Regions from separate parts of the Capra hircus genome. Here region 2 is linked to region 1. Evidence: chromatin contacts called from public Hi-C data. All regions are on one chromosome and are shown on one strand. Each heading gives the region's core, a stretch centred on a gene start, on an enhancer-like site or on the middle of the called end of the contact. The rest is flanking DNA. Distances are from core to core; before and after follow the strand shown. Region 1 overlaps PHB (prohibitin). Region 2 overlaps ZNF652 (zinc finger protein 652).

Region 1 (5,463 bases), core at 1,616-4,115:
CTGTGTAACTGAATAGAATCATACATTCTCTTGTGCTTATTGGGGTATGACCATAGGCCTATTAATAATTGTCCACTGTTAACTACCTAGGCTTAAGGAATATGAATCACGGGTTAACTTTGATTGTACCTTTCTTTTCCTTTGTTCAGGCTAGTTTCAGGGAATTTGGGGAGGTGGGTTTGGGCATATACACTTAGGGTATATAAAGTTTTCACAAGAACTGGTCAGGGTCCTTGGCTAAGAGGAGACTCTGCCTTGAGCCCGCCGGTGTAATAAACTGCACTCCACTATCTGCTTTGTCCTTCTGAGTGAGTTTGTTTCCCAAACACATGGCTACAACAGATGGGGGGCATCTGGACTTGTGAAATGTGGGGGAAGGGCTGACTGGAGGAAGTGACTCTGTGAGCAGAGGGGTGCAGCCAAAGTGGGGGGTATGCGGACAGGAACAAGGAACTCACTTTGGTGTGTGTTTTCAAAGGGGGGTTTCACTGGCATTACATTTGGAACAGCTTTTGTCGTGTGAGTCTGTCCCATACGAGGTAGGCCTCCTAGTGTCCCCACCACCTCCACTCGCCATCACCTAAAGCTAGTAGCAGCTGCCCCTCTCCACTTGCATTTTCAAACAGCACTCCCCATCCCATGGGAGCCACTAGGTAGGTATGCGACAGTAAGCAGTCAAGTATGTTGGACTAGAAAGGCAGCGAGGGCCTTGAATGCCAGAACAAGGTATTTGTACTTTATTAACCAAGGGAGGCCTCCCTGGTAGCTCTGCTGGTAAAAGAACCTGCCTGCACTACAGGAGAGCCCGGTTCGATTCCTGGGTTGGGAAGATCCCCTGGAGAAGGGATAGGCTACCCACTCCAGTATTCTTGGGCTTCCCTCGTGGCTTAGCTGGTAAAGAATCCGCCTGCGATGTGGGAGACCTAGGATCGATCCCTGGGTTGGGAAGATCCCCTGGAGAAGGGAAAGGCTACCCATTTCAGTATTCTGGCTTGGAGAATTCCATGGACTGTGTAGTCTGTGGGTCGCAAAGAGTCGGACACAACTGAGCGACTTTCACTTCACTTCAATCAAGGGAGGAGTAGCTGCTGAAGGTTTTTCAGGAGAAAGGGGAAGAGATCTACTTAGAAAAATGAAGTTTGTTGACATATACTCAATAGAAAACTGATGAGAACCTGCAGTATACAACAGGGAACTCTATTCAATGCTCTGTGGTAACCTAAACAGGAAGGAAATCCAAAAAAAGAGGGGATATATACACACGTATGCATGCTAAGTCACTTCAGTCGTGTTCGACTGTTTGTGACCTTATGGACTGTAGCCCACCAGGTCCCTCTGTCCATAGGATTCTCCGAGCAAGAATACTGGAGTGGGTTGCCAGGCCCTCCTCCAGGGATCTTCCCAACTCAGGGATTGAAGCCATGTCTCATTATGTCTCCTGCATTGCAGGAGGTTTCTTTACCACTAGCGCCACCTGGGATGTGTATACATATAGCTGATTCCTTTTGCTATATAGCAGAAACTAATACAACATTGTAAAGCAACTATACTCCAATAAAAATAATGAAAAATGAAGCTTGGAACAGTGTGCAGGATGAACAGGAGGCCAAGGAAAGGCAGGGACATCATTTACAGCTTCCTGTGACTGTCTCACCCAGGTTATTTTCAGTCAGGATGGGCTGCTTTGCCCACAGTATTGGCAGATGGGAAAGGTCCAGGGATGGCCTAAACACTCTTCCCTGCTGATGGCTGGACCACTGGCTCATTAGAAGAGCATCTGCTACACCAGGCTTGGACAATATTCCATTCTCTCTCTCTCTCTTTCAATTTGACCCACCTGGAACGGCACAGCTCCTCCCACTTCGGTCCACACCAGCAGAACGCGTATAAAATGCAGCAACCTTTGAGGGTCTTCTTTCCCGGCTCCCCCAGTTCAGGGCCCAAACAAGGGAACTATTCAGCCTGACCAAAGGAGGCAGGGATGGAGACACTCCTGCTTGGCCCCTCCCTGGGCAGGACAGGACACGGCTTCTGATCCAAGGCCAAGAGAATCCCGAGCTGATAAAAGCCCATTGTGGCAGTGTCTGGAGAAACCCGGAGGCCTTCAGGGGACGCTGGGGCTAAGCAGTCAGTTAACAGCCCTTGAACATTTGTGAAAAGAATTACTTGGCGGAAGTCAAGGCAGAATGAGGCCCCGGGTTACCACTGGCACCATTCATGGCAGGGAGGCTACAGACAAAATCAGCAGGAACTGGCCTGCCTGCTGCTGAAGGGCTGACCTGGAGGCAGAAAGAACCCAGAGGCTGGGGAGGGCTCCCCTCACACACCTGGGTGGGAAATCCAATCTCCTGCCAAATGCAAGAAACAAGCTGCTCTTTTAAAAAGGGCCTGGGGAAGAGAGGCGCCTCCTGCACCGCAGCCCCCCCGCACCCCCCACACCCGCCAGGGTGTCCGGAGCAATAAACAGCAGGAAAGGAGGAAGGCCGCTGAGTGGAAGCAGGTCTGGAACCTATTTAGCAGTCAAGCTCTTTCTGCTCCAGTCTTCCATGCATTTTGAGTTCAGGCACCTCCCCACTTGCAGGCCTCGCTATTCTTACAGCAAAAAACACAAGTAGTAAGAGTTATTCTGAGATAACTGATGCCAGGGAGGTGGTGAGGTGACGGGCTGAACGAGGCTCGCTCAGCATCAGAATGAAGCTTTGGTGGGAAGTTCAGCTGAGGGTCACGAGCCCATCACACTCCTGTCGGCACGCTCACAGTGGTGGGAAGGGACGTGATCCCCGCGGAGGGGCCCTGGAAGGGGAGCAGGGTGTAGTGCCGGCAGAAGTCAGGCCCCAGCCCACCCCAAATCAGTGCATCTGTCCCCTTTCCCAGCTGACAGCTGGCCCTATCACTCTGGGAGAGGAAATGCAGAATCCAGGTCACAGACCAGCCTGCCGAGTCCTCTTAAGAGGCTGCTCTCCTTGGCCAGGTGGTGAGCCTGGGATTAAACCAAGAGCAGAGGTTAAAGCACAGTCAACGTGGGTGCTGACTGCACTGTTGTTCCCGTTCTGTTCCTTAAAGGATCCGAGGTGGGTGACCGGCACAGCTCATTTCTCAATCCTGTCCCCTCTCCCCCCGCCCTTCAAAGACCAAGGCCTTTCCACAGCAGAGTAAAGCGGAATAAGCAATACAACCCCATGACAGGCAAGGCACCGAAGCCGTCTACTGTCTGTCAGTCTAACCAGAGCGCACTGCGGGCTTGGCAGTGTGTTTCACGTCAATCCCTCTCTCAGTAAATGCGCCTACAACTCCCAACTCAAAGACAACAAAGGAAGTTAACAAGCCTCCATCCAACCTTACCTCCTAAGTACCCATGGCATGATAAACCTCACTTGACACCACTGATTAATTTCAGGCTGGGGATGGATCTGGACGGCAACCCAGTGTTTTCTGAAACCAAAGCATTTCCTGCCCTGCTGGAGAGTCTGTCCTCTCTGGTGATACAATTGTGCACAGAGACTATTGGCATGTTCTGTCCTGAGCCCATGGCTCCCACAAACAAACGAAACAAACCCACAAGACTGAGCTGGAAGGTCTGGGTGTCATTTATTGATAGTTTACACACATTTGTCTTCTTCTCATGGTCATTTCCTTCAAGGCACAGGCACAGAGCCCTCTAGAAGGGCAGTCTCTGAACCAGGGAGCCAGGAACACGGGATGCACACGTCTTTGGCAGGCCTGTACAGCTCTGGCCGGATGCAATCCTTCAAGCTGGAAATCCGCCGGGTATTTGAGACACGAAGGTGGGAGGTGGAGAGGAAGGCCACAGGACTCTCATCTCAGTCCAGGCCTGCTCTCTCTATTCAAATCCATTCCAGAACTCTGAGGCGGGGGGAGAGCAAACCAAATCAGGCCCACCCACCTTCACGGAGGCAGATTCTTCAATCCGTGCCGTTTGTACACACGTGCTTCCGCTGGTCCCGCAGTTAAAGAGCATCAGCTTTATGGTAAGAGATGGATCACTTCCTCTCTGACCCTCCCCAGCACCTCTCTTCAGCTGGGTCTGTGCAGGAGCCACTGGAGAAATCCGAGGCCTGTGTTCACCATTCATCTGCGTGTGCCATCTTCCTCAAATCCTGAATGAAGGGTTGGTTGGAGGCTACAAGTTTACTCAGGCCTCCCACTGACTCCCAGCTCATTACACACAAGGCCCTGCCTTTCTTCTGCCAATTCTCAGTGCCTGGGCAGGAGTGCCAGCCGGCCCCAAAGACCGGAACCAAGCTGTCTGTGTAGGCACTTAGCAATTTGGGGTAGGAAGGTAAATTAAAAAAAAGGGGATGGAAATGAGAAGAATCAAAGAGCTCCATCTGATTGAGTAATTAAGAGATCTGAAGTGATTTTACTTTTATTTCCTTCACTTTAAGCCAATCATGAAGTTTCACAGTGATTTCTGGGGCAGGAGAAGGAAGGTGGTGCTGAGCAACTTCGGGGCTGTGGTCCAGCTGGCCCAGGAGGTGTAGGCCTCACTGGGGCAGCTGGAGGAGCACCGACTGCCCGGCAGGCAGGTAGGTGATGTTCCGCGAGCGCGACAGCTGGTACGCGATGTCTTCTGCGGCCTCCAGCTTGCGCAGCTCGATCAGGCCATCGCCTGCAGTGGCGAGCGAGTTGGCGATTAACTCGGCCGCCTTGGAGTCGCCCTCGGCGGAGATGATGGCTGCCTTCTTCTGCTGCTCAGCCTGCGAGGGTGGAGGCAGAGACCAAGATGACACCCTGGGGCGTGATGGCGGGTTACAGCCTCAAAAGCTCTGTGTTAGGCACCCTCTCTGGATCCTGAATGAGCTCTGGGATTTTACCCCTCTCTCCCTTCAGAAGGGCTCAACAAACACTATTCACTCAATTCTCCTTGCCCTCATCATGCCCACTGCTCACTACTAAAGGGACACATTTCTGTTGGCTGTATAGAGAGCTGTCTTATTTCAAAGTCCTCAATAACATTAACAGCAACTGAGGCCAGCCACCTACTCTGAGCCTGGAGGATCCCAGGCCAAGGAAAAGAAGAGAGAAAGAAAGGTAGACTCAACCTTCATCTTTCCCTCCAGGCCCAAGTCAAAGCGACTTTCATCAAAACCAGTGCAGCCAAGTAGGAGCAGCAGGCACAGGATGCTCCTTAGACTGTGGGCTAAAGGGGTTCCCGACCAGGAACTTGGGCACCCAGTATAAGACCTCCTGGCTTTCCCAGCTTGTATCAACAGGAAGACGTCTACCTACAATGTATGACCTTCAGAACGGTGGGAGGAGAGCGCGGTGCAAGGCCTCCCTGAGATTAACACACAGTTACTCAACTGAGGCTCTGGGGCTGTTCACTCAACAAATGTTTACGGATACCTAGTATCTATCTGAGGCATGGTTTTGGCTATGTTCTAGATGCTGGAGAGAGGAAGAAAAAAGAAAAAAAAATCTCCACCCACATGGAGTCTATAT
Region 2 (5,463 bases), core at 1,998-4,497, 89 kb before region 1:
GGCTGAGAACTCAAACTCCTCCAGAGTTCTTTTTTTCATAAACAGATAACAAATAGGTAATAATTTCTGAAGAAGTCACAGGGTGCTGTACCTTAGGTGGGAGGGAACACGCCACACAACTTTTATCTTAGTAAAGGATCCCATCAAATTTTTAACCCTGAGTTTGAGTCTTAAGCATGTTAAACCTGATGCACATATGTGTTTAAGGCTTCATCTTGCAGTCCTTCTATTCAGAAACATTGTTATGAATATTCTTAATGCATTTCATTAGGCATATGTAATCTGACACTGGTGAGCAGCCAATATATTCTGAGCAGTTTTCCTGAAGACCACAAACCCCAAATCAGGGAAGGTATACTTAACTAGGGGAAAAATTTGAGCTTCCAGATTGTTCCATAATATATTTCACTAAGAACTGTATTGTGTGACAATGCTGATTTTTAAAAAAAGATAATCCTTATTTTTTGCTTCTATTAAGGGTGGTAGTGATTTTCTGCTTAGTATTGGTTTTCCTACGTAGCAGATATTTTATGGCTATATTCACTTGAATGAAAAAAGAAATAGGACTACCTGGATTTTCCAGTGTGTAATTTATAGTACACCTCATAAAATGGTTGATTCTGTAAGTCTCCAGTTAGAATTCAGAACTGCAGCCCAATACTGTAAATTTATTTAGAATAAAATAAGGTATAACCAATTAATTAAGCTCAATTTACATCTTAAAAATCATTTTAATATTATAAGCTTGGACATGAAAAAATGGTATGTCCACACAAAGGTGTATACCCACAAACTTGTCATGGAATGCCAAGGAAATTGTGGAAGTAAGGGGAGGCAGCCACTAAAGACAGAACAGTCATAAATAAATTAACTTTTCATATTGGTTTGGGTACTCGAGTGTTCAAAGAATGTATACAGACATTTAAAACAGCATTCTTTAGAAGTTACATCCAAAAATAGGGAGAAAAGTATGATACTGAAGATACTTTTCTGCCTCACTCCCAAATTTTCCTATGCTCGCTATAGAAGACAAAGGCAATAATCAGAAAGAAAAAAATCTGGAAGTATTAAACCAGAAAGCTAGCAGAGAATGCAGCATTTTAAAAATAGGGACTTAACCTCAATGGAGAGTTCCAGTTTTTCCTACCACAGAGCTAATAAGCCAGAAAAGTGCTGCAAATATTTCTGCACACTTAATATTAAAAATAAAAATAAATAAAAGTCAGGGTTCTGAGTCACGCAAAGATTTAAAAGCCCGAGGAAAGAAAAATGAAGAAATTTCAAGATTAAAAAAACCGAGGAAGGGAGAGAGAGAGAGAGAAAGTAGACTTCGTGCTGGAACTCAGTTCACTGACATGAAAAATTACAAAACTTTTAGCTATACTGAGTCTGGATGAATGTGATCAGTTAAAAATAATCTGTTAGCCCTTCTGCTCAGCCTTTCCTATAATGAACCCCCAACTGACCATGCTCTTTAGAAGTTGCCCAAACTCTTCCAAATCTGCCCCAAATTAGAGATTGGCTCTTCTTATCGCCAAGAAGACTGCTACCAGGTAATTACTTGCAGAGGACACGGCAGTAAAATGTCACTTTCTTCCCCTCACTGCAATTTTCACTGTGTTGAACAGTCTGATGTTGTGACTATATCCACTGATACAAGAGACATTTTAAAAGTCATAGCCCATTTGTGTTCTTATCCAAATTTCTCAGCCACTATCAGCAACATCATGTTTTGATTTTAATGTACTATTTTATCTTTCCACAATTCTAGAAAAACAAAGCAACCTCAAAATAAGCAGTGTAGCAGGAGACTTCAATCTGTCATCCCACAAAGGTTGAACCTGAACACAGTTCTGAGGGAAGTGAGACGTGACTGAGATGAAACAGCCTCCCCAGCTTCCTCCTCTTGATGGTGAACAGCTTGACTCAGATTTTCAAAACAGGCCAGCTTCAGGTGACTTCCCTGGAAAAGGCTCAACCCCCTGCAAATCATTCCATTTAACACACTAACTGAACCAAACGGAACATGGAGGACAGAGCATGTCCATAAGCCTAACAGACCCCCCAAGTGTTAAGCAGAGATTTTAAAAAACTACCGAGGACTTAGGTCAAGTTCTGAAAGCAAAACCTCATTTTTTGCAGTAACTTGGTCTGGAGACCCTCTGAGATACATCTACTTTCTGAAGCACCTTTGAGTTGTACGGATGTAAGAATAACTTTGAACTATAGAAGTTATATGCATCTTTAAGAATCACATTTTGATGATTATAAAAATTTTTTCTATTTTACAACATAGGTCCAGCTACACTGAAAAAATTACACCGCTTATTGAAATACATTTCATTTTAGAAACAGACTACTAAAGAAGTCTATACAAAAACTCTAAAATAATTTCTGTAGTAAAATAAAGAGTGCATTAGGAGAGCTACACAAAGAAGAAAATTTCTTTCTCTATAATGCTTGATATACTGTGAAACACAGCTAGCTCAACTCTGAAGCCAGCACCAAAAGCTGAAAATAATTTGTTACGATACACAGTGATACAATTAATGCTCTGGATTAATCTCACAGCCTTCCCGATTAGTACAAAGGAAACCAGGCCTGTCCCCTCTTTGAGGAGAAGTCCAGGATATAAAAGCAAGCATACCTCATCAGCTGATATGAAATTATAAAATTCCACAAGTCTGAGTATTTGAAATTTATAAAAGTCACCAGAAAATGCAAGCAAATTGGGCTTTACTTCGGTGGTTCCCTGGTTTAGATGACCGTTCCCTCCGTGAGCTCAAGGTCTTCTTGTTCACTCCCTCGGATGTGCTGATTCACCAAGACAATGACAAAGCTCTCGGTGGAGGCTGAGAGTCTGACAGCTACAGAAAGGCTCACCAACCCCCTCTCTGCAAGCTCACACAGGGGCACGTGACTCGTGGAGAACACCCTTAAGGAGATGGATGTTAGTGATGCTGTGCTGCACTGCTCTTCTCTGCCAGGTGCCGCAGAAACGTGTCCTCACCCTGGCCTCTGTTATTTAAAGGCTCACTCTTAAAGAGAGCTGGAGGTGGGGGGAGGTGAGGGACGGGGGGGATGGGAAGGTGGTGTGGGTGGTGAGGGTGAGCGTGGATGTGAAGGTGCGAGAAGGGGTGGGGGATGGGCCGAGGGGGCAGAGTGCCCACAGGGTTCATACTGACGGGCGGGGCGGGGGTCGTGGGGCTGTTCACCGCAGAAGGAACTGGGGTGGCTGGGGAGGTTGTGAGTGGGACCTGGACAGCAGGCGGCACGTTCACGGGGCTGGTCACCCGGAAGCACTTCTCCTTGTGGGCCTTAAGCATGTTGGAGAAGCGGAACCGCTGGCCGCACACGTCACACGGGTAGGGCTTCTCGCCTGTGTGAGTCCTACGGTGCCTCTTCATGTTGGGGCGGCTGGTGAAGCTTTTGCCACAGATTTCACAGATAAAGGGTTTCTCTCCTGAGATGAACACAGACACAAAGACATGATTAACACACTAGGCGGTAAGTATGTGCTCCAGCTACCCTTCATATTAGATAAGGAGGTTATCACTTCTCTCCCTTACTGCATATTATATTCTGATAGTCATAAAAAAGTCCCCCAAAGTTGGGACTTCACAAAAAACAGCAGACACAACTAAAACTTATATACAACCTACCATCGGGGTTTGGGTAAAAGAAGATTAAAAAAAAAAAAGGCATCTACAAAAGTGATCTTCCACATCCTACCGGAAGAAGTGGTCAGATGGCTTTCCTGTGCTCAAGGGGACCAAGCCCACAGATGAATCTCTGCCTTTAAGCTAGGCCAGCTGATCCGTAAGCAATTTCTGACATTCCAACACAACGTAGGACTTTGCTGAAAATGTCCCGTGGAGTAAATAAGTCTCTGTATGTCTACTCGTTCCTAATCCTTAGCATGTGGCTTACTTTTTGGTATTTGGGGAAATACTGGACTAACTCACCCTACAATATGGATTTCACAATGCAGTGTTTCTCTGCAGGCAGTTTTCCATCACATGGGACTGTCTGCACATCTGAAGAGCACTCAGTGGTCCTGGATCCAGTTTACTAAATGTCCCCAATAAATTCTGACCATCAAAAATGTCCCCATACCATTTCCAAATGCCCATGGGTGTGGGGAGGATTGAAAGGCAGGCTACTGTTCTTGGTGGAGAACCTTTGGGACAGGGAGCCAAAAAGGAAACAAAACCCCATAATTCTAAGTGCACCTAGGGAGGAACTTGGGTTTGGGTTCTAAGGGATTAATTTTTAAGCTTTCCTTTGGACTTACTGCTTATTCTATGCTGTTTGCCTGCTCCTCTCCCCGGGTCATAGGGGAGAAACAAAATGATGTTTGAACATGTGTCTGTGATCACTTCATCCAGAATGCTGTGGTATGGTGTGCAGTACCATGTGCTTCAGTGACCATGTGCTTGCACTTATCAATTCCTTCACCAATGCTCAGTGTATGTAGCTTCTATCTTTACTGTAGCTCCTGCTACAAGAGTTTGCTCTCACTTCAATCATTGCTCCCTTTCTTTCTAATAGATGTCCTTATTCTGTTCAATATAAATAAAAGATACTGCATATTGTTCTCATATGCAGTATTACTTACTATGTTTTAATCACTTAACATCTCATTAACCTTTGGTGATCCCGACAGCCTTATGAGGGAGGTATGTTGTTATCCCTATTTTACTGATGAGGAAATTAAGAAACTTGCTAAAGGCTCTATGGCTAGCGGAGAGGCAGGATTTGAAATTCTGCAGAATGGCTCCAGACACAAAAACCACAGCACTTTATACCTCAATGCTTTGTGCAGTCCTGCACACACAAAGGCATATTATTTTCTTACTGTTTTCCTTCACTTTGAGACTTCTAACCCTTTGGCAAACACCTCTTTATCCATATTGCAGTCTTTACTTCTCTCTGCCTTTGAAAATGGAAATTTCCTGGTGCCCTCCCCTTCAATGGAAGCCAGAATTGCCCTCACTTCCTGAAGACTGAACTGAACCATCAGGACAGACCAGTTTTCTCTGTTACCAGTACTATCTGCTGACTAGAATATTTCTTTTATCTTCCTACCTTGTATTATTCAATCACTGCCACTCTTCACTGTGATTCACATTCATCTTTCTAGATAAATTCTGTACCCATTTGCTTTCCTTCTTTTTAATCCATTTCCTCCAATTAAAAACTTAAAATTCTATATTAAATGGAATTGATCAATTGTGATATACTTATCTAATGGAGAGTGTCATTAAAAACAATATTTTAAAAAGTATAGAAATGTAATTGTTAACATGAAAATCTATATTATCTGTAGTCTATTAAGTAAAACAAGCAAGTTATGAAAATGTATGCATGTGTTATCCACTTTTAATGAAAAATGCATATAGGAAAATATGGAAAAAAAATACAACAAATGTTACAAGTGATTATCTTTAGATAATGGGTTTA

The links. A called contact is a pair of places that touch in the nucleus more often than the background predicts.
Region 2: a Hi-C map of liver shows a contact between it and region 1, with 4 times the contacts expected there. The contact joins two enhancer-like sites. A contact is called at or near these places in 3 of 5 Hi-C or Micro-C datasets (blood and liver).

Annotation. Positions count from the first base shown.
Region 1 is chr19:36,850,298-36,855,760 of ARS1.2, reverse strand. PHB (prohibitin) reads right to left here. Exons shown (of 7, transcript XM_013972518.2): 7 at 3,565-4,718. The coding sequence ends at 4,506. Among named protein-coding and RNA genes, the nearest start is that of PHB, 12 kb to the right of the region's middle. Within about 2 kb of position 2,865, at least 2 of the 5 cell types and tissues checked have an H3K27ac peak or open chromatin away from gene starts, as enhancers often do.
Region 2 is chr19:36,939,650-36,945,112 of ARS1.2, reverse strand. ZNF652 (zinc finger protein 652) reads right to left here. Exons shown (of 6, transcript XM_018064918.1): 6 at 1-3,463. The coding sequence ends at 2,952. Among named protein-coding and RNA genes, the nearest start is that of PHOSPHO1, 44 kb to the left of the region's middle. Within about 2 kb of position 3,247, at least 1 of the 5 cell types and tissues checked has an H3K27ac peak or open chromatin away from gene starts, as enhancers often do.